7 separate regions of the Mus musculus genome follow, and regions 1, 2, 4, 5, 6 and 7 are each linked to region 3. Evidence: chromatin contacts called from public HiChIP or PLAC-seq, Micro-C and promoter capture Hi-C data. All regions are on one chromosome and are shown on one strand. Each heading gives the region's core, a stretch centred on a gene start, on an enhancer-like site or on the middle of the called end of the contact. The rest is flanking DNA. Distances are from core to core; before and after follow the strand shown.

The links. Promoter capture Hi-C pulls out the DNA fragments that hold promoters and counts their contacts. Hi-C and Micro-C count contacts between places; a contact is called where the count stands out from the background. HiChIP or PLAC-seq counts read pairs in DNA pulled down with a chosen protein or histone mark.
Region 1: a contact with region 3 is called in a promoter capture Hi-C map of pre-B cells, with 2.0 times the contacts expected there. The contact joins the enhancer-like site here to the promoter of Dusp1 in region 3. A contact is called at or near these places in 6 of 39 promoter capture datasets (the 3T3-L1 cell line, the HPC-7 cell line, HPC-7-derived erythroid cells and 3 more) and 5 of 115 datasets of contacts at active chromatin or transcription factors (effector CD8 T cells, large pre-B cells, memory CD8 T cells and 2 more).
Region 2: a contact with region 3 is called in a FOXA1 HiChIP or PLAC-seq map of pancreatic cancer cells. The contact joins the promoter of Pgap6 here to the promoter of Dusp1 in region 3. A contact is called at or near these places in 2 of 39 promoter capture datasets (liver and pre-B cells) and 4 of 115 datasets of contacts at active chromatin or transcription factors (bone marrow-derived macrophages, memory CD8 T cells, microglia and 1 more).
Region 4: a Micro-C map of the G1E-ER4 cell line shows a contact between it and region 3. The contact joins the promoter of Axin1 here to the promoter of Dusp1 in region 3. A contact is called at or near these places in 3 of 39 promoter capture datasets (hippocampal neurons, neural stem cells and pre-B cells), 2 of 484 Hi-C or Micro-C datasets (the G1E-ER4 cell line and double positive thymocytes) and 3 of 115 datasets of contacts at active chromatin or transcription factors (bone marrow-derived macrophages, memory CD8 T cells and pancreatic cancer cells).
Region 5: a FOXA1 HiChIP or PLAC-seq map of pancreatic cancer cells shows a contact between it and region 3. The contact joins the promoter of Decr2 here to the promoter of Dusp1 in region 3. A contact is called at or near these places in 5 of 39 promoter capture datasets (the 3T3-L1 cell line, hippocampal neurons, liver and 2 more), 2 of 115 datasets of contacts at active chromatin or transcription factors (memory CD8 T cells and pancreatic cancer cells) and 1 of 9 other capture datasets (macrophages).
Region 6: a promoter capture Hi-C map of hippocampal neurons shows a contact between it and region 3, with 4 times the contacts expected there. The contact joins the enhancer-like site here to the promoter of Dusp1 in region 3. A contact is called at or near these places in 13 of 39 promoter capture datasets (the 3T3-L1 cell line, 3T3-L1-derived adipocytes, the C10 cell line and 8 more), 1 of 15 datasets of contacts at CTCF or cohesin (the NIH/3T3 cell line), 4 of 484 Hi-C or Micro-C datasets (the G1E-ER4 cell line, the N1E-115 cell line, cerebral cortex and 1 more), 18 of 115 datasets of contacts at active chromatin or transcription factors (DN3 thymocytes, the NIH/3T3 cell line, acute myeloid leukemia and 15 more) and 2 of 9 other capture datasets (adipose tissue and embryonic stem cells).
Region 7: a contact with region 3 is called in a promoter capture Hi-C map of neural stem cells. The contact joins the promoter of Kifc5b here to the promoter of Dusp1 in region 3. A contact is called at or near these places in 3 of 39 promoter capture datasets (embryonic stem cells, hippocampal neurons and neural stem cells), 1 of 484 Hi-C or Micro-C datasets (B cells), 3 of 115 datasets of contacts at active chromatin or transcription factors (large pre-B cells, memory CD8 T cells and stem cell-derived neural progenitor cells) and 1 of 9 other capture datasets (liver).

The regions. Positions count from the first base shown.
Region 1 is chr17:26,979,726-26,983,868 of GRCm38.p6, forward strand. No RefSeq gene overlaps it. Among named protein-coding and RNA genes, the nearest start is that of Zbtb9, 8.6 kb to the left of the region's middle. Within about 2 kb of position 1,581, at least 47 of the 459 cell types and tissues checked have an H3K27ac peak or open chromatin away from gene starts, as enhancers often do. A contact at or near this core is called in the HPC-7 cell line, effector CD8 T cells, memory CD8 T cells and 2 more, where this site is marked.
Region 2 is chr17:26,111,235-26,115,385 of GRCm38.p6, forward strand. It overlaps Pgap6 (post-glycosylphosphatidylinositol attachment to proteins 6), which reads left to right and starts at 2,082. Exons shown (of 13, transcript NM_021793.2): 1 at 2,082-2,333. The coding sequence starts at 2,216.
Region 3 is chr17:26,506,901-26,511,111 of GRCm38.p6, forward strand. It overlaps Dusp1 (dual specificity phosphatase 1), which reads right to left and starts at 1,572. Exons shown (of 4, transcript NM_013642.3): 1 at 1,057-1,572; 2 at 674-819; 3 at 85-304. The coding sequence starts at 1,423.
Region 4 is chr17:26,136,085-26,139,961 of GRCm38.p6, forward strand. It overlaps Axin1 (axin 1), which reads left to right and starts at 2,602. Exons shown (of 11, transcript NM_009733.2): 1 at 2,602-2,957. Gm46600 (a long non-coding RNA gene) reads right to left here and starts at 2,668. Exons shown (of 3, transcript XR_001782196.2): 1 at 2,317-2,668; 2 at 1,189-1,257; 3 at 701-729.
Region 5 is chr17:26,088,878-26,092,772 of GRCm38.p6, forward strand. It overlaps Decr2 (2-4-dienoyl-Coenzyme A reductase 2, peroxisomal), which reads right to left and starts at 1,287. Exons shown (of 9, transcript NM_011933.2): 1 at 1,087-1,287; 2 at 52-120. The coding sequence starts at 1,166. Nme4 (NME/NM23 nucleoside diphosphate kinase 4) reads right to left here. Exons shown (of 5, transcript NM_019731.1): 5 at 2,868-3,275. The coding sequence ends at 3,152.
Region 6 is chr17:26,893,019-26,896,898 of GRCm38.p6, forward strand. It overlaps Gm41555 (a long non-coding RNA gene), which reads right to left. Exons shown (of 4, transcript XR_876700.1): 4 at 3,298-3,732. Among named protein-coding and RNA genes, the nearest start is that of Gm41555, 5.7 kb to the right of the region's middle. Within about 2 kb of position 1,548, at least 47 of the 459 cell types and tissues checked have an H3K27ac peak or open chromatin away from gene starts, as enhancers often do. A contact at or near this core is called in DN3 thymocytes, the N1E-115 cell line, cerebral cortex and 2 more, where this site is marked.
Region 7 is chr17:26,915,463-26,919,338 of GRCm38.p6, forward strand. It overlaps Kifc5b (kinesin family member C5B), which reads left to right and starts at 1,629. Exons shown (of 11, transcript NM_053173.2): 1 at 1,629-1,823. The coding sequence starts at 1,806.

The sequences.
Region 1 (4,143 bases), core at 331-2,830, 470 kb after region 3:
TTTAATAAAGATAACCTAGGCATTGTTGACACGTGGCTTTAATCCCAGCACTCTGGAGGCAGAGGCAGGTAGATCTCTGAGTTCAAGACTAGTGTAGCTAAAGAGCAAGTTCCAGGACAGTCAAGGCTACACAGAGAAACTCTGTCTCGAAAAGCCAAAAATAAGAAGAATAGAAACAAAACTGCAAGTATAGATTGAGATTGTTGGGCTGAGCTGAGCGTGGTGATGCAGAAGGAGCAGCAATTCAAAGTCAGTGTCAGCAAAGTCACCTTAAAACCCAGTTTAACGACATCCTGAGCTATACAACACTGTAAGGACAAAAAGAAAAGAAACTTTTGCCAGATCCCTTTTCAAAACAGCACCCCAAGAGATCAGGTGCTTTCATGAAAAGTGACTTGGATAAATTACCTATGTCCTTCATGGCAAAAATCAAGAGGTCATGTGACCCTTATCTTGACTCCTTAATCATTGTTAACATACAAGGCATATATTCTTAAACTGTATATGTGTGTGTTTTATTGCATTTATTGTGTGTGTGTGTGTGTGTGTGTGTGTGTGTGTGTGTGTGTGTGTGTGTGCATGCTGCTTGCGTGTGGAGGTCAGGGCAGCTTGCAGAGTCAGTCCTCTTCTGCCACATCAGTGTGGAGCTCAAACTCAGGTTGTCCGCCTCAGCAGCAGCACCTTTGTCCACTGAGCCATCTTGCCAGACCCCTGACCTGCTGTGTGACATGTACTTCCCTCCCTGTGCTTACAGGAGTGTTAGTCATAGTCACGTCATCCCATACCTTCATCCCTGTGTCAGGTGTGTATCACTTGAAGTGAGAACACACAAGGAGATGTGTCCCTTGGTTATTGTGCCGCCATAGGAACACTGCAGAGTGCTTATGCAAACCCGAGTGCTGTGTGGAATGTAGGAGTGTGAGAACCTGTGTGGCTGAAGACGTGGCACATGCCTCTGACATGAATACACTGTGGAAACTACTCACCTTCCATATAGTCCCGTGGAGTTCAGCCTGATCTCAGGCTCACCAACGATGGTCTTGAACTCCTGATCCTGCTTCCACTTCCGGTGCATGGATGGCACTCATGGCTCATTCCCACCCCCAAAGGGTATGGTGTTTTTCCTGTTGCTGTGACCAAATACCTGGCAACCTACAGATTTATTTTTGGTTTCCAGTTTGAGGAGACACAGTCCATCCTGCTGGGAGTTGGGGAGGGGGTGGGAGGCAGCACACGGTGGCTGGATGCTGCATTACAGTTGGAGCAAGAAGAGGTAGGTTCTGTTATTCCCTGTGATCAGAACTTCAGCCTGTGGAATGACACTGCCTACACCAGGGTGCTTCCCCCCACCCCCATGTCAGTAGAACCTCTCTGGAAAGCCTCAGGCTTGTGTCCTAGGCTTTCTAAATCCTATCAAGTTGACTAGCTTAACTGTCACAGATGTGAAGGGAACTCTAACACACTCCATGACACTATGAACCACTGAGATATTCTGCTACAGGAAATGAACCAGCCACAAAAGCACAGATGATTTTCTTCTGTAACTGGCAGAGTGACAAACGTCTTTGAAAACCTGTAGAGGCTGTTTAAACTCATAGAGACCAAGCACTGTGCATGCTAGAGAACAGTAAGAGGGCTTTTGGCTCATAGGTGTGTGGCTTCTGTTTCAGCAGAGAACAAAGCTCTGGAAGTGGGTGGATGATGGTGATAATTTCACGGCTGTGTGAACATGCTTAATGTCAAAACTATACACAGACAAAATGGATAAAAATGGTAAACATTATTAGCTGGAATAAAAAAAAAAAAGAGCCCCCAGTAAATGAATGGATGAAGGCATTAACGTCAGTGGCTGCTACATCGCAAAAAGACAAGCAGACATTATGTTCCACTTGCAGAAAATGCCACCACCACATAGGAGTTAGTATTGCCAAAAATATCCACAGTGAAAATGATGAAGCCTTAAATGCTAGCACACACACACAAATGTCTGGGGCCAGGAAGCATGATAATAAGTCAACAAGCAAAGCTCTTGAAACTGAGGACAGACAGCTCAGCTTGACACGAAAAAGTGCTTTGCAAGAAGGGAAAGGATGGATTTAAAAGAATTTGGTGGCTGGCTGTGATGGCGTCCACCTCTGATCTCTGCTCGGAGAAGGATCTCTGAGAGTTACAGGCCTACGTATATATAGCAAGTTCCAGGTCAGTGAAGCCTGAATAATAAGAACCTGCCTTAAAAATAAGCACACAGAGGAATGTTAGTGGCTGTAGAGATGACTCAGGTGGTGGTGGGCAGAATGCTATGCTAGTGTGAGCTCAGATCCCCAGCATTTGAGAAAAGCTGTATGTGGCCTTTAATCCCAGCACTCGGGAGGCAGAGGCAGGCAGATTTCAGAGTTGGAGGCCAGCCTGGTCTACAGAGTGTGTTCCAGGATAGCCAGGGCTACACAGAGAAACCCTGTCTCGAAAGAAAAAAAGAAAAAGGAAACGTAAAGAAGTGATAAGGTGAAGAGCCATAGAGGAAGACGACACCCAGTACCATCCTCTGGATGGATGTTACACACACACACACACACACACACACACACACACACACACACACAGACACACAAAGCATGCACAGGTAACCACACCCTGACACACAGAGGATATACAAATAGACACAAAACAATAGAAATAGTTTTTAAAATATAACTATTATGGATCACAGTTTTTGGTTTTTCGATACAGGGTTTCTCTGTGTAGCCCTAGCTGGAACTCACTCTGTAGACCAGGCTGGCCTCGAACTCAGAAATCCACCTGCCTCTGCCTCCCAATTGCTGGGATTAAAGATGAGCGCCACCACTGCCCGGCATGGATCATAGTTAGGAAATTATTATTATTATTATTATTATTATTATTATTATTATTATTATTATTATTATACCTGAGACAAGGTCTTCTCCTGCAGTCTAAGCTGGCTTTGTAATTGCCCAAGATCCTCCTGCTTCTTCCTTCCTAGCACTATAACTGGGGTCATGTACCACAAAGACTAGTGCAAAAGTGGTTTTTCTTTCTTATTTTTTGAAACAGAATCACCCAGGCTTGCACTGAGAGTGGAAATCCTTCTTCCTAGCTGCCTAAGAGTTGTAGTTCGAAGTGTGAGTTGTCAAAGCCAGCTTTAAAATTATATATAAATATACATAATTTTACACGTATATATGTGTATGTTCAAAGCCATGGTATTAGAACAGGGACTTATCTGAATGGTAGAGAACATGCTGAGTGCATTCAACACCAGCTAACATGAGCTTAAGCCTGGCTGCTGAAGATGAAAGGATGAGAAGATAAACAGGTTAGAAGGGCCACGAGGAGGCCATGGTCACCTTGGTTCACCCAGGGGTGATGACATTCAGTAAATGGCTATAGAAGGCCCAAGGGAGACAAGTGAACCTCAGGCATCCAACCACATCCAAGTCTAAGAAGCTGTTGAGCTTCTTTCCTTAGCAGGAGTCTCCACGGGTGGAAGCAGCTGCTTGAACTCTGACAAAGCATGACACACTCCCGGGGGACAAGTGGTGCACTGGGCTGCCTGTATTCTGCAGGTTATGCAGAATACAGCAACAAACTAGGTGCCACTGAATGTGCCTTAACCTGTGTCCAGTTCAGAGACACACTGTGTTACTAAAGTAACTTTTATTTCCTGATGTAATTGTCATCTTTGAGGCTTACTGTCTCAGTCAGCTAACCTAGGCCTAGTCCACAAAGCTTCTAGCCTCCGTACAATCTAATCTAGGCCTAGGATGTTTTCAGCCTCTGAGACTTGCTGCGGAATAAGCTCACCCTTTCTAGTTCTTTCTAAGATCTGGCCGGCTGGTTCGACTCAGCTGTTCTGGCTCAAACTCCTCTCCAAGATGACTGATCCAATCTGGCTTCTCTCTCAGCCTCTGACTTTTTGCACTTCCTGGTCTCAAAATATGGCCATCTGTTCTAATCTTTCTGTTCCTTCTCATTCTCTGGTCTGTCTGTCTGTCTATCTTCACCTATGTCTGTCTTGTTCTCTCTTCATCCTGTCTCTGTACAACCCTCCCAGTTAAAACTGCCTCCTTCTCTCTCTCCATTGCCCCTCAAGTAGCTTCCCTTTCTTCTCTCTTCTCTGAGTTGGGC
Region 2 (4,151 bases), core at 832-3,331, 400 kb before region 3:
CACAGCAACAAAGGGTCTCCTTTAGCTTGGCTACCTTGTTTCCTTCCTCTGTGACCTACACCCTTCAGTCTTCAATGCCTTCTTCAATGCTGCTAGCAAGCTTACCTCTCCCTTCCCCCTACTGTGTAAAACATTTAAGCGATAAAAGCAGGTATGGTTCAGTCTTCTATTCCTAGCCTCCTGTCTCCCTTCCCCCAGGGCGCAGCACGGTGACCAGATGCCAACTTCTTTTGCAGATATTCCATACCTTTGATACATAGACATGAAAATTAATTTTATTTTTCTATGGGAGTGGCCTAGGAGACCAGAGGAGCTTATCTGATCCCCTAGCTGGAGTTACAGGTGGTTATGAGCCACTTAACATGGATTCTGGGAACTGAACTTTCGTCCTCTAGAAGAGGAGCAAGGGCTTTTAACCTGTGGCTATCACTCTCTCCAACACAAGATGTGAATTTCTCTCACTCAATTAAAACATCCCCCCCCCCCCACTTTCCTAACACAGTACATCATTCCCAAACAAAGCACAATATTTTCCTTTTTTTTCTTGAGGAGAAAGGGGAGGTGTTGAGAAAGGAGTTCTTGTGTAGCCCTGGCTGTCCTGGAACTCCCTTTGTACCCGAGGCCGGCCTTGAATTTAGATATCCACTTGCCTTGCCGGTGGGTGGGGCCTTTCTTCCTTCCTTGTGCTGAGATACAGGTGTGCTCTGCCCCACCAGCCCTTTCTCATGTGACCACAGTCACTTTCAGTAGGGGTGACCACTTTATATATGCATCTACCATTAGAACAGTGGGTGGATGCAGCCCCACACTTCAGTGAACCCTGGCAGGATAACAAAGGAAATAGTTTTCCTACAGGCTGGGGCTATTTTTGGAGAGTTCGGAGGCTCCTTGGGGACATTCCTTAATTTGGGCCCCATCTCCCCAAAGAGCTTTTTGATCTTTGTTTGGCAAAAGGATAAATATGCTCCAACTTTTTAACATTCTCTAACACAGGAGGTGGTCCTGTTGTTCTAATTTGCATAATGTTTTAGGAATCCTGTAGCATGTAGCACTTTGACTTTTTTCCCCCAGCTTTTCAAAACAGGGTTTCTCTGAGTACCTGGAACTCAGAGGTTGGTCTGTCTCTGCCTCCCAAGTGCTGGGATTAAAGGTGTGCACCATGACCACCCTGGTCCCTTATCACTTTCCTGAAAAGGCAGGTAATACTGATGTGGGGAGCACTTTACTAGTATCTGTAGGTCAGGCTGGCCTCACTCTTGGTGATTTTCTTGTTCTAGCCTTGCCAGCACTGGGACTTCAGCTGAGATCCACTGTACTCAGCTTTTCATGATAGGCTGCAACCTGACCTGGTGTTATTTATAATTTTTTTTTCTCAAGACAGGGTTTCTCTGTGTAATAGCTTTGGCTGTCCTGGACTTTATTTGTAAACTACCCTGGCCTTGAACTCAGAGGTCTGCCTGCCTTTGCCTCCCCAGTGCTGGAATTAAAGGCACGGGCCACAAATGTTTGGCTTATTTTTGTACGCATGTTTTTAGTGCATTGTTTTACTTTTGTTGTTGCATCGAACCCCTCTGAAAAAAGCCTCAACTTCTCTTTTTGGGCTTTCAGTTTGCAACCACATCTTTAACATGTTTGGAATATATCCCTTTGGTACCCAGAGTAGTTCATCTGACACTGACATGAAACTCGGTTACTCAAAGTGCACCTTCCCGTTTCCATTTGGTCTCTTATACTTTTGCGGCAGTTTATGGTTATGGTGTGAGGGGTCCTGAGAGCAGCTGGAGGTTCGGTTCTTCCAGGCAAGGTCAGAGTGCACCTTCGGGCGTATATGTCACGTATACGTGACATCTGTCGTCTGGTACCCCAAAGCGTTCGACAGGACCCTTCATCCTTTGCCGCCCACCCCCTCAAGCTGAGTGATCCCCAGTGAATCCGTGTCCCCTTCCAATGAGACCTTTTCGGCCCCCTGCTGTTCGCCTCCACTCTGGCCAAGGTGACGCGGTCCAGCATCCTCAGGAACCTAGACCGCAGGCCGGCTCCCTGCGGGGCGGGGCCTCGGAGGCGGAAGTGCCCGGGGCGCTGGCGGCAGGTCTATCGGAGCCATGGGAGCTCCGGGCAGAGGCAGTGGCGGCGGCCGCAGAGGCGGCGGGGGCTGCCCAGGCGGGGGCGAGCGGCGCGGGACGCGGGAGGGGTAGCTCGGGCTGAGCGCCGAGCCATGGGCCGGGTTGGGGCCGGGGGCACAGCGCGGGAGGCAGCGACCGGGTCACTGCTGCTGCTGCTGCTGCTCCTGGCTCGGCCTCCGCCTGCCGCCGCCAGCAACAGCAAGGAGAGCGGTGAGCCCGCGGGCCTACAGCGCCATCCGCGGCGCGGGCCGGGGGCGGGCGGGAGGCGGGGATTGTGACTCACGGGGGGCACCTGTGCGTTCACCTGGCGCGGCGTTGAAACGAGGTTCTCATCTTGGGTTGCGCCCCCTGCGGGGCATCCGGGCCAGAAAAACCCCCATGCCCGCTTTTCCGTTCCGGGCCCGCCGAGTTCGCTCACTTGGAGCGGATTCTACCGGTCCGTCTCTCCTGTGCTTTAGAGACGCGACTGTGGCACCCAAGAGCTGGGAGGTAGAGGAACCTATCTCCGAAGAATAGCTGAACCGTGGTGACGCAAGGGACAGTATCTGGTAGAAGGGTTGAGCTAGAGAAAGTTGGGCAGACCCTGGACTAGGGGGGGTCTAACCAGCATTATGTTCCTAATCCAATCCCAGGAAGGTCACTCTTGATTGCTGATTTTGCTTCTCACCGACTGTGCTGCCAGCTGGCCCTAGAGAAGCTGGCTGACCAGAATGGATGTAAAGAAAGGGTACTCCCTTATAGGGGAGCTTCCTAACTGCTTTTTGTTATTTCTGCTCCGCAAGTGGGAACGCACTGGACTACAGTTTAAGGAGGCAGTTAGATCTTTGACCCTCTGTGTTCTGCCTACCCGCAGACATTTAGAAATAGGAAAGATGAGTACTTTCCCTTCTCTTGCCCGGCGGGAAACTCCCCGGGAGACCTTTGTGCTACCTGGTGTTCCTTGGACCTTTCCGGATGTTGACTGTACCTCCCATTTCCACCCCCTCCTCCCTTGGAGCTCTTGTTTCTTTCTTTTTTATTTATTTATTTATTTACTTATTTATTTATTTTTATTATATGTAATTACACTGTAGCTGTCTTCAGACACTCCGGAAGAGGGAGTCAGATCTCATTACGGATGGTTGTGAGCCACCATGTGGTTGCTGGGATTTGAACTTCGGACCTTCGGAAGAGCAGTCGGGTGCTCTTACCCACTGAGCCATCTCACCAGCCCCTTGTTTCTTTTTTTAAAGATTTATTTATTTATTATATGTAAGTACACTGTAGCTGTCTTCAGACACTCCAGAAGGGGGAGTCAAATCTCACTAGGGATGGTTGTGAGCCACCATGTGGTTACTGGGATTTGCACTCAGGACATTTGGAAGAGCAGTCAGTGATCTTAACCGCTGAGCCATCTCTCCAGCCCGGAGCTCTTGTTTCTTTGAGGGTTGTTGTTTTTGGTTTCCGAGGAGTTGGTATAGTTTGAAATGAAAGGCAGTGTTCCCTAAAGACCTTCTGATAGATTGCTCCATACCACATCCTATTTGTTCCTCCTTCTCCAGCCCTGGGATTAAGCCCAAGTGAGAGTTGATGGCTGGGTGGGGGACAAGTGGCTCTGTGGCCCTGGCTGCTTTGACGTGTGGGTAGTATCTCTGACAGTTGCTGGGGTTTGGAAGGTGTGGGGCAGAGTACCTTTGCTTAAATTCTCAGGGAAAGTTCAGGACTTTCTTTTCCCACTCTCTACTCAACCTTATGCCAATGGGGGTGGTGTGTGGGGCAGGCAGGGCTCACCCTACCATGCCAGTTGTCTAGGTCATATGTGTTCAACAAAGTAAGTGTGTGTCTCATCAAGGAAGTCTGGAGAGGTTATTTAGACATGAGAGTTTGGTACTTGGGTCTCATCTAGGTATCTAAACATCACAGATGTCAGCTCTATTCCAAGTGTCCCTCCCTTCACAAAGGCTTTGTGGGGTCCAAGGGCTTTTCCCTTAGCAGGTTAAGGGTGCTGCTGTACGCTGTAGGGTAATCTCTCCCACCGGGCCGCCTCAG
Region 3 (4,211 bases), core at 322-2,821:
TCATTTAAGCTGCCACCCAAAAGACTGGGCTCAGTGGCTACAGTAGGGACAGAAGCAGAGGTTCCAGATAGTTATTCCATTTACCTATGAAGTCAATAGCCTCGTTGAACCAGGAGCTGATGTCTGCCTTGTGGTTGTCCTCCACAGGGATGCTCTTGTACTGGTAGTGACCCTCAAAGTGGTTAGGACAATTGGCTGAGACGTTGATCAAGGCGGTGATGCCCAAGGCGTCAAGCATATCCTTCCGAGAAGCGTGATAGGCACTGCCCAGGTACAGGAAGGACAGGATCTCCACTGGGCCCCCCTGAAGTCAAAAAAACAGTCCAGCATTCGTCAAGCTCGTCCAGCGTGAGCACCAGTACCCATGCCCACAAAAACTCCCCGCTGAAAACGGGAGTTTCTGAAACTGGTGACCTCAGCACTGCTGTTGACATATTAAAATATTCGTAAAGAATCAAGCCCATTGGCCTGGACAGAGCCAACAAGCTCTTCCGTGCCAGCAACTGGGAGACTCAGCTCCATCCAATTGCTTCATGATGGACTAAAGATCCTCGTGTCCCCGCTAGTATAAATAAAGCTGCAGCCGCTTTCTATATCCTCCTGGCACAATCCTCCTAGACCTCTGCCAGCTCTGCCACCTCCCTGCCCTGCATGGACCCGGACTCCTACTAACCTGATCGTAGAGAGGGGTACTACAGGAGCTGCATCCGGATTCTGCACTGTCAGGCACACTAGTACTCAGGGGGAGGCTGAGCCCCGTGGGGGTGGACTGTTTGCTGCACAGCTCAGGGCAGGAAGCCGAAAACGCTTCATATCCTCCTGAGAATACAAAGGTACATATTTTCTCATTAGCACCACCGACACAGTACCTGGAGACAAGCCACTCACCCACCAGGGGCTGCGAGTTTACAAGGAAGGCTTAAGGAAGTCTTTGTTATGGGAGTGAAACAAAGCCACTGACAAGCCCCTGGAGACTGGACGCCGGCGCCCCCATACTCCAGGTGGGACGCCCCTTCCCTAGCTGATGGCATAAGTCCTGCCAGAGCTAGAGCGTACCTTGGAGAAAGAAGACTTGAGTGGAGCGCGCCTCTCGGCAGAGCGCGCCCGCGGCCAGGGCCAGGGTGCCGTCGCGCTTGGCGCCGTCCAGGGAGGCGCTGCGCTCGTCCAGCAGCACCACGGCGTGGTAGGCTCCGGCCAGCAGGCGGCCACGCAGTTCAGCGTTGGGCACGATATGCTCCAGGCCCATGGCGCCCTTGGCGCGGCGCCGCACGATGGTGCTGAAGCGCACGTTCACTGAGCCCGCGATGTGGCCGGCGTTGAAAGCGAAGAAGGAGCGACAATCCAACAACAGGCACTGCGCGGCGCCCTCTCGCAGCAGCGCGCGCAGCCCCCCGGCGTCCAGGATGCCCACCTCCATCACCATGGCCAGCCCCAGCGACCCCAGCGTGCCCGTTCTGCGGTTCTCCAGAAAAAGTCGGTCGATCTTGTGCGGTGTCCTGTGGCCCTAAGTCCCCAAGTGCTCGCTGCTCCTAATCTGGCTTCACCGCGCTTTCCTCCCGCCAGTCCTTCACTGCGCGCTCGTCCGACGGAGCGCGGTTTTATGTAGCCTCTCGGGGGCGGTCCCGGGCGCGGCACAGAAGCGGGGGGTGGGGTGGGGGTGGGGGAGAACGGTTTGTTTGTTTGAATGGCAGACACGTGACCGGGCGGTGACGTCACCCGCCCTACCGAGCTTGGCGCCGCCAAAGCCAAAAGCAAAGACGTCATCGGCCTAGGAGCCTCTCGGCTCTGAGCGCTGGCTCGCAGCCCGGCCCCCACCCTCCTGTCCTCTGGGCTCGCAGGCAGGACGGCGCGCTGCCAGCCCGGGTGGCCAGGACGCGCGGCCTGAGGACACCTGCCCTGCTCCCCTCCGCGGGTCTCCGCCGAACGAGCGGGGCCACTCCTGGTATCACGTTCTCAGCTGGCCCGGCTCTGGCTGCTGGAGTGGTGGGCGTGGCGAGCTGAGCGGGAAAGGGGAGTGGGTAGTGAGAGATGACTAATTCGGTCTATAGCCCTCTGGCTATACCGAGGACAAATGGCGAGAGTTGAGACGTCCTTCTTGAATGTCACTTTAAAAGTTTTACGCTGAACAAGGGAATGCTTCCAGTTAGTTCCCACCCCCCACCCCGGAGTGTTATCTTTACCGCGGTGGTCCCTAGAGGACTTACTTGGAGCAAAGGGAGGAGGGTTGCAAGATCTTTGGAGCCCAGGTTTAACATTGGGGTTGGGGGGGTGGGGTGGGGGAGACTTGGGTAGAGCTCCACAGCGCCGCCTAGGGACGGCCCAGAACATTGTCGTCGCGTGGCATCAAGAGGATGCTGCTAGCCGCTGCTCCTCTGTCCCCCAACACAACTTTCTTTTGTTTTGTTTTGTTTGTTTCAGAGAGGATCTTGCTGTGTAGCTCTGGCTAGTCTTGAACTCATAGAGATCCTCCTGTCCCTGACTTACTAAGGATTAAAGGCATCTGCCCTCGTGCCTTTCATCTCCACTGAACAGAAGCTGAGCACACCAAGGACTCAGGGCCAAGAGCCTTGAATCCGCCACTCTGTGGGACAAACTGTACTCATCACACCTGGGAAGACCGAAATGGTGTGTGTGTGTGTGTCCTTCCACAAAACTCCATGACTACAGGGTAGGCAGTGAGTCCGCCGCAACACCACGGAGTTGGATACACAAACATAAACATTGCACCACTCTGAAGGGGTGCCGAGTCAGGAACATTCTGCGGTTTCTTCCTCTTTGCAAGGGGAGGTGTCTTACTACCATGTGTCTTTGCCCAGCAACGTCCGCTTTGGCCTCTCTTAGCTCTTGCGCTCTGCCTAGATTCTTCTGTAAATTCAGAATACGTTATTTTTAAAGGGCGTTTTTACATTCCTTTGAGCATTGATCCTAAAAGAACAGCAAAGAAATCTTCAGATAACACCACCCTCCCTACATCTCAGAAGAGCGACAGAAAGAAAAAAATTATTTGTTTATTCTACTTATTCAGCTGAGGACCTCAACATATTTTTTGCATTGAATCATAAAATGTTACAGCTGCTGCCTTTTCAAACTGCATACCAACTTCAAATTTTCCTTTTATTTTTGTTTTTGCAAGGCCATTCATTATACCCTTCTCTACCCAAACTTTTCAAAAAGACCTTTTTATATGAGTACAGTGGCATGGTTGGGCACTGAAGTCAGAGGTCTGCTGGTCGCTGTGGAGTTCTGCCCTCTTCCCTTCCTAGAAGGAGCCTAAAGAGCTGGAACTGCTGCCAGTTGACTGTTGGGGAGCCAGCCATCCTCTTCCCGGATGAGCCTGCAAGGTAGTTTCAGTACAGCTGGTACCATGCGTGACTCGGTGGCATTCCCTTGTGAAGCAGAAGGGGCAGAACACCCAGACCTTTCCCCTCCCGTGAGTCACCCACTCTCAGTTTTTCCCTTCCCAACACAATGATGCTTGGATCACATGGGCCATGTGCTGTGTGTTTCAGAACCTTAGGGAATCACGCCAGGTGCGACTTGAGAGACACCTATAGGCATTGATTGCTTGGAGCCCCAGTTGAGAGAAAGCTCTCTCCAGGTGCCAGAGAGACTTACACTAAGATCCACTCGTTCAGAGAGTGTTAGCAAAGGTATAGCCGCCGCAGGTCACAATCCAGGTAGTGAGGATGCCTTGGTTTCTGGGGCAGAACCAGAGAGGCTGCTGCTGCATTGGAGGCTTAGCTGCTGAGGGCCGGGGACAGTGTGAGGCAGTAGATTTCAACTCTAGGAGAGGCCTCCCTGACCTGAGAGCCTCCCCATTCCAGGTGTGTTTAGAAGCAACAAGCAACGTTAGAGGCCACAGGGGGTGATAAGAATCAGCCAAAAGACTTAGCCTGCCTCTCCCCTTTAACTGTGTGGCCTCTCCTCATTCACTTTACCATGCCACAGCTCCCTGTGACTGGGCGAGAAGCAGCAGCTTCTATACGGGACCTGTGGGGACAGTCGGTGTGCAGGCTTGGCACCAGCCTATGAACCTGTCAGTTCCTCTCATTTGGATTTGTCTTGGTGTTGGGGTGGGGCTAGGGGAGGGGCTTCCCAATAATGGCTGAAAGTGCATCCTTCTCACTGTCTACTCCGTAACCTTGGGTAAAGGACTTATTTCTGAGCCTCGGCTTCTATATCTATAAACGGAGTATAATGCCCATCTAGAA
Region 4 (3,877 bases), core at 1,352-3,851, 370 kb before region 3:
AGTCAGTGCTCTTACCCACTGAGCCATCTTGCCAGCCCCTCTTTGTATCATTTAAAAAATTTTTTTTCATTAGAAATTTTCTTCATTTACTTTTCAAATGCTATCCCCTTTTCTAGTTTCCTCTCTGAAAGTCCCCTATATGCACCCCCCCCCCCGCCCTGCTCTCCAGCCCACCCACTCTTTATATCATCTTTTTCTGTTTTGTTTTTGTTTTTGTTTTTTGAGACAGGGTTTCTGCATAGCCCTGGCTGTCCTGGAACTCACTCTGTAGACCAGGCTGGACCAGGCTGGACCAGGCTGGACCAGGCTGGCCTCAAACTCAGAGATCCGCCTGCCTCTGCCTCCCAAGTGCTGGGATTAAAGGCGTGTGCCACCACACCCGGAGCTCTTTATATCTTTTTTTTTTTTTTTTTTCCGAGACAGGGTTTCTCTGTGTAGCCCTGGCTGTCCTGGAACTCACTCTGTAGACCAGGCTGGCCTCGAACTCAGAAATCTGCCTGCCTCTGCCTCCCGAGTGTTGGGATTAATGGTGTGCACCACCACGCCCGGCTTCTTTGTATCATTATTAAAAGACACTTTATTTAAAAGTATTCCTATGTCAAGGTGGAGAGATGGCTCCGTGGTTAAGAGCACTGACTGCTCTTCCAGAGGTTCCAAGTTCGTTTCCCAGCAACTGCATGGTGGCTCACAACCATCTCTGATGAGATCTGACGCCTTCTTCTGGTGTGTCTGAAGAGAGTGAGAGTGTACTCACATACATACGTAAAATAAAAATAAACCTTTTTTGCAAAAGTATATTTCTATGTCTACATTGAGGAAAAGAATTTCTGCTCATGAGTTTGGGTTTTTAAAACTCTTGATTCCTGGCAAGAAACATGAGCAAATGCCATGAAAATTTAGTTAAAGCTGCTAATGGCAATTCTGGGAGGAGCAAAGGCATTTCAAGGCTCTCAAGTGCTGTCCTTTACCCTCTCATTGCAGAAACTCCCTCAAGGTCTTCATAATTTAATCCTTTTACCCCTATTTATAATTTCTCCCCCACCACACCCCCCCCCCCCAGCACTCCTTAGCAGGCCGTTGCATTTCCTCCAGGCTTCCTGATTCCCTTCCTGTCCCTGCAGGGCAGGGGTCCCGAGGAGCTGGAGGCCCGAGGGCCCTACTCTGGTCCCAGGGCTTGGGGATACCTACCACCGTGGGCCAGCAGGAGGATGGACGTGGACTTGATCCCGAGAGCCTGGCCTGGCCGCAGCAGCAGCTCTACAGAATCAAGGCAAGCATTGGGGTCCGGGTTTGGGAGTGGGGAGGATGCCCAAGGCCAAGGCTATCTACTGCTCACTCAGTGGTCGTGATTGTTTCTTCTAATGGTATGAGGCTGAATGGTCTGGGTCAGGGGCTGCTAGAGAGTCTCCAGTGCCCAGAGGCCGGAGGACCTGAGGCTGCATTAGATGGACAGAAGTGAACATGAAACTTGTCCTGGCATTTGAGGGGGGGGGCACTATCTATACCCCAGCCCCAGACCTGAGGCTCAGTGATGAGTCTAGGAGGGGAATTTGTCAGGCTTGGTCACCCTAGTAGCTATAGTTCAAGTGGTTCCTTCTCTATACATAGCAATCCTGGTCCTCGGTACTGTGCTAAGTCCTCTTAAGGGACAGGTGGCAGGGTTAGGATCACCCCAGTCAGCTGTGGGTTTAGAGTCTGAAGCCAGTACTACTGCTTTTGCCTGTGAGCCATGAAGAAGGGACAAGGCAATGAGGGAGAACAATGTCCAGAACAAAACATGGCAGTGGCACTGGCAGCAGCAGTATAAAAGCATGTAGATGGCAAGTGCAGATGCAGCCAGTATAGGGTGGTATGGGTACCAGGAGTCCTCTGGCCAAGGTGAGGTCTGGGTGGGTGCGTACTAAGCCTAGGTCACAACTTTTTGTCTGCAAAATGGACTACCTGAGAGGTGTCAGGGGCTGATTTGACTGGTAGATGACATTCTTAAGTGCAGTAATTACTTGTGTTCACATATTTCTCCTTGGGATGTGGCTGACCGAGGGTTGAGACCTGCCAAGTAGAGAGTTGTGCATCTATGTTCCTGTGGTGGGGCAAAATGGAGTTGACTCTTTGCGCTTGCAGACTTAGCAAGAGATGCCTTGCAGACATTATAAGTGTTATGTGTGTATTTGTGTGGAGGGCGACCAGCTACCCAGAAACTCTACTCTCTCAATAGCATCTGCGATCAGATATGAGTGGTCTGCCTTCAGTGTACTGGCCTAGGGTTCAGTGATGGCTGTGGTTGTTGAGCGCGCTCAGGGCTGTTTCCCATGGCACCTTTCGGGACGAGCAGTAGTCGTTGCCCCATTGGGCATCCTCCGCGGCTACGTTTCTTTTCAGCGGCACTCCTAGTTCACGCCCCGCCTTCACCACCGCAAGACAGTGCTTGGCTCCTGAGTACGCCGCAGTCCCGCCTTTCGCTCAAGACTCTGCCCCTTACTCTTCTTGTCCTCGGACTCCCACCCGCCCCGTGTTAGAAGCTCCGCCCCACACCGTGGTTCTGCCTCTACAACGAGACCCAGCCTCCGCAGCAGTCCCGCCCCACACCACGGCCCCGCCCCCGCACTTCCGGGCGGCGCCGGCGGGGGCGCTCAGGCCTGGGCTTCAGGGCTCTGGGCTCAGGCTCCCGGCTCAGGGAAGCGCTTGCGGCCGCCGCCGCAGGAGCCTGCTGGGGTCGGGCTGGAGCCTGGTTCCAGAGAGGGCTGGTGAGAGTGAGCAGCCGGTTTTGGCGGCGCTCTGCGGCCTGCCTTGCGCCGCCTCCGGGCCACGGGTCGCCGAGCCGCCGCCGCCGCCGCGATGGGGGCCCCCCAGGGCCGCGCCCCCGCCGTGGCCCGCCCGCTGAGCCGCCGCTGAGCGCATGGGCCTCGCCGGGCCGGGAGCCAGGCCCCGGGCCGCGCCTCCACAGCCGCCGCGCGCTGGTGAGTAGTGGGAGCCGACGGGCGCGCTCCTGTGGCGCGGAGGCCTGCTGCCCGGGGCTGCGGGAGTAGGCCGCGCTAGGCCGGCGTACGCGGACCCGGAAGAGAGGGGCGCGCGGGTTGCGGGCGGGAGGCGTGCCGGAGCGCGGCCCCTGATGTGCGAGGTTGTGCCCGGCGTAGGGAGACCTGAGATCCAAGGGGACGTTGAGCGGAAGAGGTGGCAGGCTCCGCAGTATGAGTAGAGGCGTGGGGACTGCATGGTATGCTAGGTATATATGAGGAGAAGGGCTTGGGGGTGGGGGGGGCGATGTGCCAGGGACAGGACGATAGTAGGGCATGGGGAAAGCAAGGCCTGTTTGAACAGGACCAGGGACTAAGGAAAAGCAAGGATTCTAAGAATGATGTACAGGTGGGTGTGTGTCTGCCGAGTGTGGTGTACTGTTGATGGGTCTGGGACACATTTAGGATATGGGTGAGTGGGTGCTGAGAAGCTGCTGGTGCTAGACTGTGTGTGTGTCTTCCTTTGCGCTATCCCCTAGTCCCTATGAAAAAGTAAAGTAGGGACGAGTAAGAACAATCCAAGGAGGGCACTCTCTGGTGTGGTTTGGCTTGCCAGATAACCACTTGTCCTGGTGTTCATTGCCTTACTTAATAATGCTCCCCCCAAACAAAACAAATTCACCCAAAACCAAAGCCCAGAGCGAGCATTTTTAGTTGGGCATAAGGATTTTTTTCGGCTCATCTGAAGATAACTTGTAAAGAGTTCGCAATAACTGTGTACTCCTCCCCTTTACTCCAATGCGTTCCTTTACTCACAGTCCGTTTTGGAGAACATGGAGTCTGACTTTACCTGAGAGAGGCAGTACTAGCTGGTTTCAGTTTTAGAGCCCACTTCAGGGCCGAGAAAATATAGGGAGCACAGA
Region 5 (3,895 bases), core at 37-2,536, 420 kb before region 3:
GATCCAGACAAAGGGACGTAAGGTGGCAGGAAGGGTTCCGGTAGTGTGTACCTCATGAAAATCTCTGCGATCCGGAAGCCAATCCCAGAACCACCACCTGTGATAAAGGCCACTTTGTCCCTTCAAAAACAAGAAAATGTAGTCATTTTTAAATATTTATTTGTTTTACCAGTATGAGTGTTTTGCCTGTGTGCCTACAGAGAGTTGAGTCCTCGTGTGGATGCTGGGAACCAATGCTGGGTCTCCTGCAAGAACAGTAAGTGCTCTGAACTTATTCAGCCATCTCTCTAGTCCCTAAACTCTTCTTTGAAAACCATGTTTTAGCTTGATGGGGGATGCATGCCTGTAATTCCAGCCTGTGAGAAGTGGAGACAGGGGGACCAAGAATTAAAAGCCAGCCTGGTCTACAGAGAGAGTTCTAGGACAGCCAGGGCTTCACAGAGAAACCTCATCTCGAAGAGCTTTAGATAGATAGATCTCTGTTAACTCAAGCTCAAATAGATAAGCGGCCCGTGGAGAACTTTCACTCCATGAACTTCTACCCAGTTTCGCTATGAAGGAAAACATGCTCCTGCTAAACAGGTACTCAATGAATTTGCAAGACATAAATCCCCAGCCATAAAACTGCAATCTTTAAAGTCGGTTATTTTTAGGCTCCCTAGAAGTTCGGAGGTGAAGGAGTTTATTTAGCCTAAAATTTTCTGCGTAGTAAGTTACCAAGAGAGACTTGTTTTCAAAAGTGAGCAAGCGCCGGGCGTGGTGTCGCACGCCTTTAATTCCAGCACTCGGGAGGCAGAGGCAGGCGGATTTCTGAGTTCGAGGCTAGCCTGGTCTACAAAGTGACTTCCAGGACAGCCAAGGCTATACAGAGAAACCCTGTCTCTAAAACAAAACAAAACAAAGTGAGCAGCTTCCACCCTCAGTCCCTCATCCCATTCTTCCAGAACCCCAAGAAACTTCAGGTCTACGATTGCCCAGGAACGGAGTACTGAGCATCTGTCCTCTGTGATGTCACATCCAGTGGCAGATTCGTTAAACCCTGTGCCCCAAGTCTGGATCGCCCCCTGGTTCCCTGCTTTAGCTCACTGGAGAAGATCCGGGCAGAAGAGATGGTGGTATTCAGGAAGACAGTCATCCCCCTCAACGTCGGGCGGCGGCTGGGCCATGATTGCTGCGTGTCCGGGATGGCAAGGACAGTGGAACCAGGAACCAGATCTACCTTTCCAACGCAAAACGCAGCGTTCTGCAGGTTGCTCGCTCCGCCCAGAAAGATCCAGGACCAAAGTTCTGCCCCCACATCAAGCCGCCCATCAGACGGGGGTGGGACAGGGGCGCCCCACCCCAAAAAGGTGCCTGGGCCCTTCAAGCCTTCCTATCACAGACCCTCCCGCAACTCCCAGCCTCCAGCCCTTCCCACTCGACCAGGCGGACACCCCGCCCTCGGTGGCGCGCAGCCTGCTGGGACTGAGAATGGGAGGAGGCACTGATACAGAGGCCCAGAGACGCTCCAGCCAGTTAAATGCCCGGTTCCTTTCCCAGTTGGTGTCTGTGCAGCCACTTAGTCCATATACCCAAGCTGGCCGGGCTGCGTGCTATCAGCTGTGGAAGTCGGAACTCCAGATGAACACCGCTCTTGGACACTACCTCCCAGTGCAGAGAATCTGGAGCTTGCAAACCCAATAGCTCCCTCTCGTGGCTAACCCGGGTGGAAAGTCCAGAGTGAACCTCTTGCTGGCTGGCAAGAATCACTGCACTGAAACTCAGAGAACCAAGAACTGGGTTCCATTGTCTAGATGTCAAAGAGTGAAATGACTTATCAAATTAGCCACAGAAGCTGTCATGATGTACCTGCAACTGAATCAGTGACTCTGGGATCCGGGGTGAGATGTGACTTACATGTGTCAATGTGAACATAAATGGACATCAGGCCGTGGTGGTCATCATGGACAGCATCAGGTCGGGAGTGGAGGATACTCTTTTGTGCCTGGGTTGCATTGAGGGAGAGATGAGAGTAGCCCTTGGAGTGTTAGGCTCTGCTGTTCCAACTTCAGGAGACCTGATACACAATACCCACAAAGACTGGTGTGTACTCCTACTGAAGGCTCGCTCACTGGGCCTTGAAGAAGCCTCAGGTCCGGTCTATTCTTTACTGCCATCCTCAGACAAATCAGATGGGCAGGAGCTATACCAGCGCCCGCAAAAGAACCCCAATTGGATTCTCAATTTCATGGGCCCTGGATTCTTGCTTGGTTCTTGCATTTACCCAAAGTCGAGGGATCCTTCCTTTCTTTACTCAAAGCTCTAAGCTTCAGGCCTAATGTTTTATACCATGCATAAAAACACTCATTAAAGTGCTTGAGTAAAGCAATTTCCTCCACATTTGTCATGACTATGGGACATCATGGTGCATCATTGCTCTGGTGACCTATAGCTTGGCCCTGTAGTCGTGCCAATGAAATAAGTAGAATACGGTGGTAGCTGGGACTAGGGGAGTAGTAATCCAGGATCGGCATTATACACTGGCCTTAACTCCTCACCTAGGACTTTCTACTCCCCTGTAGGAGGTAGGTAAACTGAAAGCAGGATCCCATCAGGCTTGCTGTCACTGCCCATGCTGGGGGCAGGGGGACCTTTCAGTGACTCGGCTGTCCTGAGGTCACCCATGTTTCTGTGGCCAATCTCTCATCCACGGTCCCATAAGCCAGTCCAACGAACTCATGGGTTCACCAACTGGAAATGGTTGGAATTGTTACTCTAGTCTGTTATTGGTGCCCTAGAGGGGGTGAACAAGCATTTGTTCATATCTCCCAGGAAAGGTCACACAGTGCTGAGATAGCAGAACTAGTAAGTAGACCATTTCCATTTTAAGCATAAAATTTTAATGTCTCTCCTTTGAGGCAGGTGAAGTCACCTTTGACAATGCCCCAAAGGTTGTCTGGCACTTTTGTACACAAGGACATGGTCCAATATTGTATTGACTTAGGATACAAAAAGGCACATAGAGTTGAGGCTTAGACTCCCCTGGGCTGGAGTTGGGTAGAGCGGGAGTAGGGAGTGGTTTGGGGACATGGGAAGCATGGGGGCTTGACTTCTTGTTGACAGAGGTAGTAGGTCATGGGTAGACCTGAAGTGCAGAAGGCAGTGCAAGCCCTCAGGCAGGGTAGCAGCTGCTGTGGTGACCACCATCTGCCCAGTTCAACAGTTCGCTGCTCTGAAACCACAGCTCGATCTCCCTCTGGGCCCCATCCACAGAATCGCTAGCATGGATGACGTTCCTGTGAGAGGTGGAAAAGGTGGAGTCTGTGGTTGAGTCCAGTTTAAGTCTGGATTGGGACCCCAGGGCTATCTTGCCTCTAACCTGCTGCCCTCTGTCAGGGAACAAGGTGACCGTAGAGAAGAGAAGGAGATTTTGGAGTTGGTTATGGTGCTACAAGCCTATAACAAGGGCACTGAAGAAGCTGAGATTGCAGGACTGCCTTGAATCGTGGCCAGTCTGGATTAGAGAGGGAGACCCTGTCTCAGAATAGAAGACGGGGGCTGGAGAGATGGCATGGCAGTTGGAGCACATCCTCTCTTGCAGAGACCCAGACCTTGGTTCCCAGCACCCAAATACAGTGGCTCACAACTACCTGTAACTCTGGCTCCAGGCATCTAGCACCCTCTTCTGGCTTCTGCAGGCACTACAGGCATATGCACACACAAAGATAAAATAAAATATAAATAAATAAATAAATAAATAAATAAATAAATAAATAAATAAATAAGGGAGACGAGAGCCAGAGATGAAGCTCAGTTGGTAGAGTGCTTGCTTGCCTGGCATGCACAAACCCCTGATTTTGATCCCCAGCACTCGGTAGGCAGTACTAGGCAGAGGCAGGGAGAGTACAAATTCATG
Region 6 (3,880 bases), core at 298-2,797, 390 kb after region 3:
ATTATGAACCTCACAAAAATTGAACTTGGGCTGTATCAACAAAGTCCAATCGCTGTCACTCAGGGGTAGCTCTTTGCCCTTCATTGTGGCAAAGGGCACTTGGAAAAAAAGAGAGAGAAAAGAAAAAGAGAAAGAGAAAGGAAAAGCTTGGCCGAGTTCCATTTCCAACAGACTTTTATTTTCTGGCTCCAAAGCATCCCAGTTTGGGAGACAGAAAGAAGCCCTTTTCTGTTTGCTGGGGAGGTAGCTGGCTGGTCACTGCCTGGTTGGAGTGGTGCCCCCCCACCCCGGAGATTCGGGATATGAGCATTAAAAAGGGGTCTTGGGGATTGCTTGTTAGGGATTGAAAACCGGGTGCAATTCAGCCCACAGATGTTTTATTTGGCAAGCAGAGTTTTCTTTTTTAAACTTTAAAAAACGTTGTGGTAAAATCTACATCGCACAAAATTAGCCATTTTAGAGCCCTCAGTTCCCTGCTCTGTGACTTTTACAGTATGGCCACCAGCTGTCTCCCAAGTGTTTTCACCACCTCAGAAGAAACCTCTGTACCCGTTAAGCCCCAATTTCCTGTTCTATCCCTCCAAGGCCCTGGCCAAGGCATTCTGGTCCTGATGTTGTGGATGCAGCCACTGTGGCCCTCAGTGTCTGGCTTGGCACCACATCTTTCCCTCCCGAGGGAGGTTCCTTCACACTGTCTCAGCACAGGAGAGGCTTTGTCCTGGTTCCCGGCCGCCTTATGGAGACACAATTCCTGGCTGTGTCGTGCATGAAGCCTTCTCTACTTTCTCTTCCTTGTCCACGGTCATCCATTGTGTCACCATGTCAGAATCAAATGAGTTGTCAACAGTGAGCTGAAGTTCACAGAAGAATGGAACAGCTTTACAAGCCTATGCGTCCCTGCTACCCAGCGCTGGGAGTCTGGCTGCCCTGGCTAGACATGAAGGAACAGAGGCTACTCAAGCCACTGTGCCCGTGAAGATCACAGGGTGACAGTGTCTAGGGAGAGCCACCTTCTTGCTCCCCACCACTGTTGGCTTTTTCTGGCGGGGAGAGACAGTAAGGATCAGGAATTCTGTCTTAAGGGAGGTATGACCCCTGCTCATGGGAGGCCCTGCCCTGGTGTTTGGTTACTCTGTGCTTTTGCCCTTTGTGTTTCTCTTGAGAGACACACCAAATACTTGCGTGGTCTTGGTGGGCAGGGTCTGTGCTGTATTCTCTTAGGCTGAAGATCTGGCTGTGTTACATTAGGTGCCTAGATCAGGCCCAAAGGACTCTGTGGGAAAGCCTGCCTGGGCTTCTAAGTAGGGAAGGAGGGATTTGAGTGCTTGATGTGGCTGCACCTGAAACCCTGATGGTTTTGGTTTCCTGCTGGAGATGGCAGCCAGGGCCTCACATACATTGAGGAGCAGTCTTTACTGAGCTGCACCCCCAACCCAGCTCTTTCTGTTGTATAACTCAATTTGGCAGCACATTGTGTTGGGAATGTGTTCTGAGACATGCAGTTAGGCAGTCTCATCACCATGGAAACATGCGCTTACACAAACCTAGATTGTCTAGGTCAGGCACTAAGCACGAATGACTCCTTGATGCCTCTAGGGAGTGTGCAGTAAATCCAAATGGCTGGGCTGCTGAGAGCACGGCATGGTGTTATGCACTCGAAGCCGACAGCAGAGACGGAGCTGTGGCAGCCACTTACCACAAGCACTGTGTGCAGACCACAATCACAGTGGCTGTCCTTTGTGATCCTGCCAGTTGTGCAGGTTTGTTTACACCAGCACAGCTACAAAGTGCAGCCTTGCACTGGCTGTATCACAACAGGCATGGCCACAAAGGGCCCTCTTCTACTATATTCCTATGGGACCACCATCACATATATGGGCTTCTTTCCTATTTCTGTGATAAGACACCATGACCAAGGCAACTTATAGAAGAAAGAACATATTGAGGTCTCTCAGTTTCAGAGGCTGAGTCCATACATAGCATAGCGGGAAGCATGGTGGCAGGCAGGCAGGTATGGTGCTGGAGCTGAGAACTTACATCTGAGAGCCAACCATGCAATAGAGAAAGCTAACCAGGCCTAGCGTGGGCTTTTGAAACCTCCCAGCCCATCCTCAGTGACACACCTCCTCCAACGAGGCCACACCTCCTAAGCCTTTCCAAACAGTTCCACCAACTGGGAACCAAGTATGTAAACCCATGAGAGCTTTCTCATTAAAACCACCATATGGTCCATTTGTCACCTGGAGAACAAGCATAAATTTTATCTTTTGTCCCCTTAATGTAGTTTCATTAATCCCCCGAAGTCTACAAAACACGGCTTGCTGTTGTCATAGTTACTGGTCATTTATGGAGGATGGGATGGAGGTTAGGGAGGTGACTCCTATTTTGAGTAGCTGGCCTTGGCATTTAACAAGCATAAACACCTGTGCACCTGTGTTTAAAGTATCCAGGAAAGCTGGAAAAGTTGGAATCGTAGGGAAATACACTGAGAAGCCCATCACTCACAGATCACTATCCCTGAAGCTGTAAGAGAGTTTAAGGTCCATTCACATTTTCTGTAGTTCTGTTTCCCCCTGGCAGAAGTGGAGAGTCGTTCTTAGCATCTCCCTGAGTCCAGGGACGTGGGGAGGCCACAGGCTCCAGGCCACTCTGCTGCTAGAACTTTGTCCTGAAGGCTGCTGTCAGTCTCCTCTTTCACGACGGCCCCCCTTGTTCATGCTACCACTAGGTGGCGCTGTGGAATACTGACCAGCTCCTCTAACTGGATGTGAGAGGGAGACTACATGGAAGGACACCAGCTGTGAACACGCAGCTGCTTAACGTGTGGGTACCACTCAGGGCAAGTGAGGAGGGTGTGGACCCTGCAGAGAGAGGACTGAAAGTCGCAAATCAACGAAGGGGTGATCATGAAGAGCTAATAGGAAGGAGGGCGAGACAAGGAGATGGTGGGAGTTCTGGAGTTGCCTGGGGAGGGGTCAGGGGTGAGAGAGGTGAGGTGGTGGGGGCTTGGGCCAAAACTCAGAACAGTAGTATAATGGCAGCAAAAAGCTACCCAGAGGCTGGAACCTGAAGAGGGACTGAATTCCTGTCCTCAGCCTAAGCATGGAGTCTCAGAGGCTGAGGCAGGAATGGGCTATTGGGGTAAGCTTAGGGAGTTCACTGAAATAGAAGCATAGATTGTGTGTGTGTGTGTGTGTGTATGTGTGTGTGTGTGTGTGTGTTTTCTGTTTCTGTTGAGTTCAGCTAGTCCTGAAGGCAGTGGCTCTTTCCTCCTGTGATGAATTCTAACACACCCTGTGAGGAAGCCCAGATTTATAGGAACCAACCCTGGTTGCCTTACTGTGGACACACAAATAGGGTGATAAGTAGGGACCAGTCAGGAAGAATGGTGGAATCTGGTGTGGGAAGGGAGCCATCAAAAGTTGCTAAAATTATATAGTCAGATCTACAAGCCCATTTGCCGTTTCTGCCCACCCTGGATCCATGCGGCCCCTGCCCACTACTTCCTTGCTTTCTTGGGGGTGGATGTGGGAGGGGGTTGTTCTTCTATCAGCTCCTGCTGCCTCACAGTATCAGCAGTCTGACTTCACGCCTGAACGTGCCACTCGTCGTACTGGGAGCCCTCCCAAGTCTGAAGCCTGGGTGGTCCCTGTCTGTGGCGATGATGAGGATATAAGGGGGCCTTCACACTTCCTTGGCTCCTTGCATCCTTCTCCTCCATGGCTCACACACCTGTGGAGAAAATACAAGATTCAATGCTGTGAGTCTTAGTGTGGCCATTTTTGCATCTCTCCTCTCCGCCCAATACTTTTTGGGTACAACTGAGATGTCCATGCACTGCAAAGCACCATGGGATAGGAACAGAAGCAGAATACGGTCA
Region 7 (3,876 bases), core at 379-2,878, 410 kb after region 3:
ATACTGTGAGGATCCTGGGCTGGCTGGGGGTAAACCTCTGTTATTCTAATTGATACATAAGGAAGATATTTGTTTTCCCTTTGCTGTCCAGATGTGTCCTTCTCAGAGCTGATAGCCTTGGAGCTCTGGCTGCATCAGAGTCCTTCCTGAGCCAGCTCCTATCCCAAGGCTGCAGGGGCCAGGTCAGTCCATCCCATGTGTAAAATCTCACAGGTTGGTTTACCTTGCTGTCAAGCTTCATGCCAAGAAAGATAAACTCCCAAAACAGGTTTCAGTAGAAGACAAACTCATATTCTATCACACAATAAAACTTTTGCTTTTTTTCTAGAAAGTCACTAGGGAAATACTGTCTAGTTTAAAATTATAACCAGTTTGTAAAATTATAACCAGAAATTTTTTAGTGTTCCCTCATTAACATTTGTAGACTTGGAAACATCTCAAGTAAGAGGGCTGTAGATTTACAACTTGGTGTCAAGAAACATACTGTTTATTTACCCAGTTATGTATGTATGTGTGTATGTATGTATGTATGTATGTATGTATGTATGTATGTATGCAGGTATGCATGTGTGTATTTCTTTATTTAAGACAGGGATTCTCTACAAAGCCCTGGCTGCCCTGGAATTTACTTTGTAGACCCGGTTGGCCTTGAACTCAAGAGATCTGTCTGCCTCTGCATTCTGAGTACTGGGAACTGGGATTAAAGGTGTGTGCCACCAAGCCTGGCTTATAGTTTTGTTTTGATTTTTTAATCTAAAAGATTGTTTATTGACCTGGGCATGGTGGCACAGGGTAGCCCTGGCATCTCTAAGTTCAAGGCCAGCCTGTTCTACAAATAGAATTCCAAGACAATCAGGGCTACACAGAGAAACCCAATCTCGAAAAAACAAAATAAATATATAATTTATGTTATTTATATATATTATATATGCTTATATATAATAGGTATTATTGAGTATATATTATGTATATGTGTAAAGATATGTTTATGTATATAATACATATTGTTTATGTATAATATATATTATTGGAGGCAGGAGGGGCACAGAAAACTTTGTGGCGAATTAGTTCTCACCTTCCACATTATATGAGTTTCAGGGATAACCAGTTTGCTATCCTCCCGGACCTGCTCTAGACTTATGACTTTATTACATCTCCAGATATGGGCTCCAATTTTTCTTTTACTTTTTTTCTTTTTTGAGGACAGGTCAGCGCCATCAACCAGCTCCCACTTTTCGGACCTGAGAAAGCGGACCAAGAGCAACCTCGGTTTAACAGTCTCCAGTCTACAGGTTTGTCGAGGAGGTGTGCAGGTTCAGCAGCAGCCGCTAGGTGGCGCTCGCTCCGCCCCGACACCGCTCAGGCACCTTTGCACATGCGTATTGCCTCCCCCACGCCACTCCTCCACACACGCGCACTTCTGACGCAACCAGAGGCCTAGCTCCGCGCTCCGGAGGGGGAGAGGGAGAAATAAGGAAGAGCGGATCCGGAAGTAGGATCCAAGGGGTCTAGTTCTCTTGCTCCGGCGGACTAGAAGAGTCGCGACTCAGGGGGCGTGGCCCCGGAGGCGGAGGGCGCCGTGATTGGCTCGCGACCGCAGCGCCGGCGCGGATTGGCCTCTGCGGATTGAAGTGCGTTGACTGCGCGGAGGTTGAAATTCAAAAGTGACTGGTGTGGCGGATTGGCTTGGCCGATTGGCCTGGCGAATTGGCCTGGCTCCGACGTTTTGCGGCGCGAGCCCTTGAGAGGACGCGGGTCTCGTCACCCTGCCTGCTGCCTTTGCATCCCTTCCTGTGCGGACCACCATGGACGTGCAGGCGCAGGTGAGTGCGGCGGTGACGGCCTGGCGCCAATAGCGGAGGACGCAGGCCGGCCGCCCGGAGACCCGAGTCCCGGGGACAGGTCGGGGCAAGCCGTCCTGCAGGGGAGGGTCGCACCGCCTCGCGCCCAGGACACCAGCGGCCGAGTCAGTGAGGGCACACACACACACACACACACACACACACACACACACACACACACGGCGAGGTCCCAGGACAGTCGCTGCGACGTTGGTCCGCCATTCCAGTCGTGCAGGCGCTACCATCCCGTGTCCCTTATCCCCCTCCAGCATTTCCCATTTCGAATTCTCAAGCGGATTCGACATGTTTGTGCTTCTCAGTTCTTGCAGATCGCCTTGTGGGAGAAGCGAGGGTTCTGAGAGAAGCCTTGTCGCTTGTCCGCAAAGTACATTTCTTGCTGATATCCTGTTGTGTTGCTGCTGGATCGAGATAGAGGAAGGGGAGAGGAGAAATGGGGGCATCGGCCCAGAGGATCCTTATTCCCTCGCCTGCCTCTTCCTTTTGCTCATTTGGACTGCTGACTAGTTTATGGGGGTGCCCTTCTCCACCACAAGCATCTGAGGCGTATGTGTGTGGTAATTAATGGACTGATCTCTCTGGTGTCAGGAAAGACCGGCCTGCATTCTTTGTTTACCAGCATTTCAGTCTAGACTGACTCACAGTCGGTGTTCAGCTTGAAGAGACTTTCTGGTATACTCACAGCCAAAAGGGAGAGCACTGCACTGTGACAGGTGACAGTTAAAAAGTAAAATAGTTTTTCTCAGATTTGTTCCTGCAGTATTTGCCAAGCATCTTCTGGCCCTGCACAGCTGTACTTATGTAGGAGACAGGAGTCCTAGCTACCAGTGAGCTGACAGTCCCTGGGGAGACAGACATAATACAATTTGTATCTCTATTGGGAGGGAGTGAAGGACTGTAAAGGTTCAAGCAGATGGAAGGGGAAGAAGAAAGCTAGGAGGAGCAACATTAAGGTACGAGTTAAAACTGGAAGGAAGAGGTCTGTGGTGCAGTGCTAGGGAGCATCCAAGAAACACACCTGGGTCTATAATCCCCTGAACCAAAAGCAACAAACCATCCTGAGGTCCGTTGTGCACCTGAGGTCACCTGTGAGGAGGCTCAGACCAGAGCTTGGAGATTCAGGCCATTGATACATTGTCTCCAAAAAAAAAAAAAAAAAAAAAAAAAAAAAAAAAAGAGGAAAACAAACCCAAAAGAAGCAATATATATTTGATCTAGTAACCTGAAGCTGGTAGCATGCCCAAGTATAGCAGGGTTTGCTTGCTGATTTTTTGTTGTTGTTTTGTTTGGTTTTGTTGGGGTTTTTTTGGGTGGTAGTGGTAGTTGTTTTCCCTGTGTAGCCCTGGCTGTCCTGGAATTTACTCTGTAGACCAGGCTGGCCTCAAACTCAGAAAACCTCCTGCCTCTGCCTCCCGAGTGCTGGGATTAAAGGCGTGCACCACTACGCCCGGCTAGTAGTGCTTTTCAATTAGTAATAAAGTTGGGTTTTTGTTTTTTGAAATAGGGTCTTACCATGTTACTTTGGCGAGTCTAGAACTGGCTAGAACTGGTCTACCCACTGCTGCTTCCAGAGGGTTGGGGTCACTGCTCCTGACTTTGTTGTTGTTTACTTTTTAGGAAAATGTATGAGAACCAATTTAGTGAACATCTTTCTTTTTTATATACATCACTGTCAAGGTGTGACTTTTGACATTATGGTGTAACATTGTTCTCTACAAACTCTGCCTTCCACATAGCTTAGCCTGGGATGCATATGGCTGTGGCAGCTAAGGAATTGGTTACTGTAATTGGTTACTGTACTGGCTAGTTTGTGTCAACTTGACACAGGCTGGAGTTATCACAGAGAAAGGAGCTTCAGTTGGGGAAATGCCTCCAGGAGATCCAGCTGTAAGGCATTTTTTTAACTAGTGATCAAGGGGGGAGGTCACCTTGTGGGTGGTGCCATCTCTGGACTGGTAGTCTTGCTCTCTTCTATAAGAGAGCAGGCTGAGCAAGCCAGGGGAAGCAAGCCAGTAAG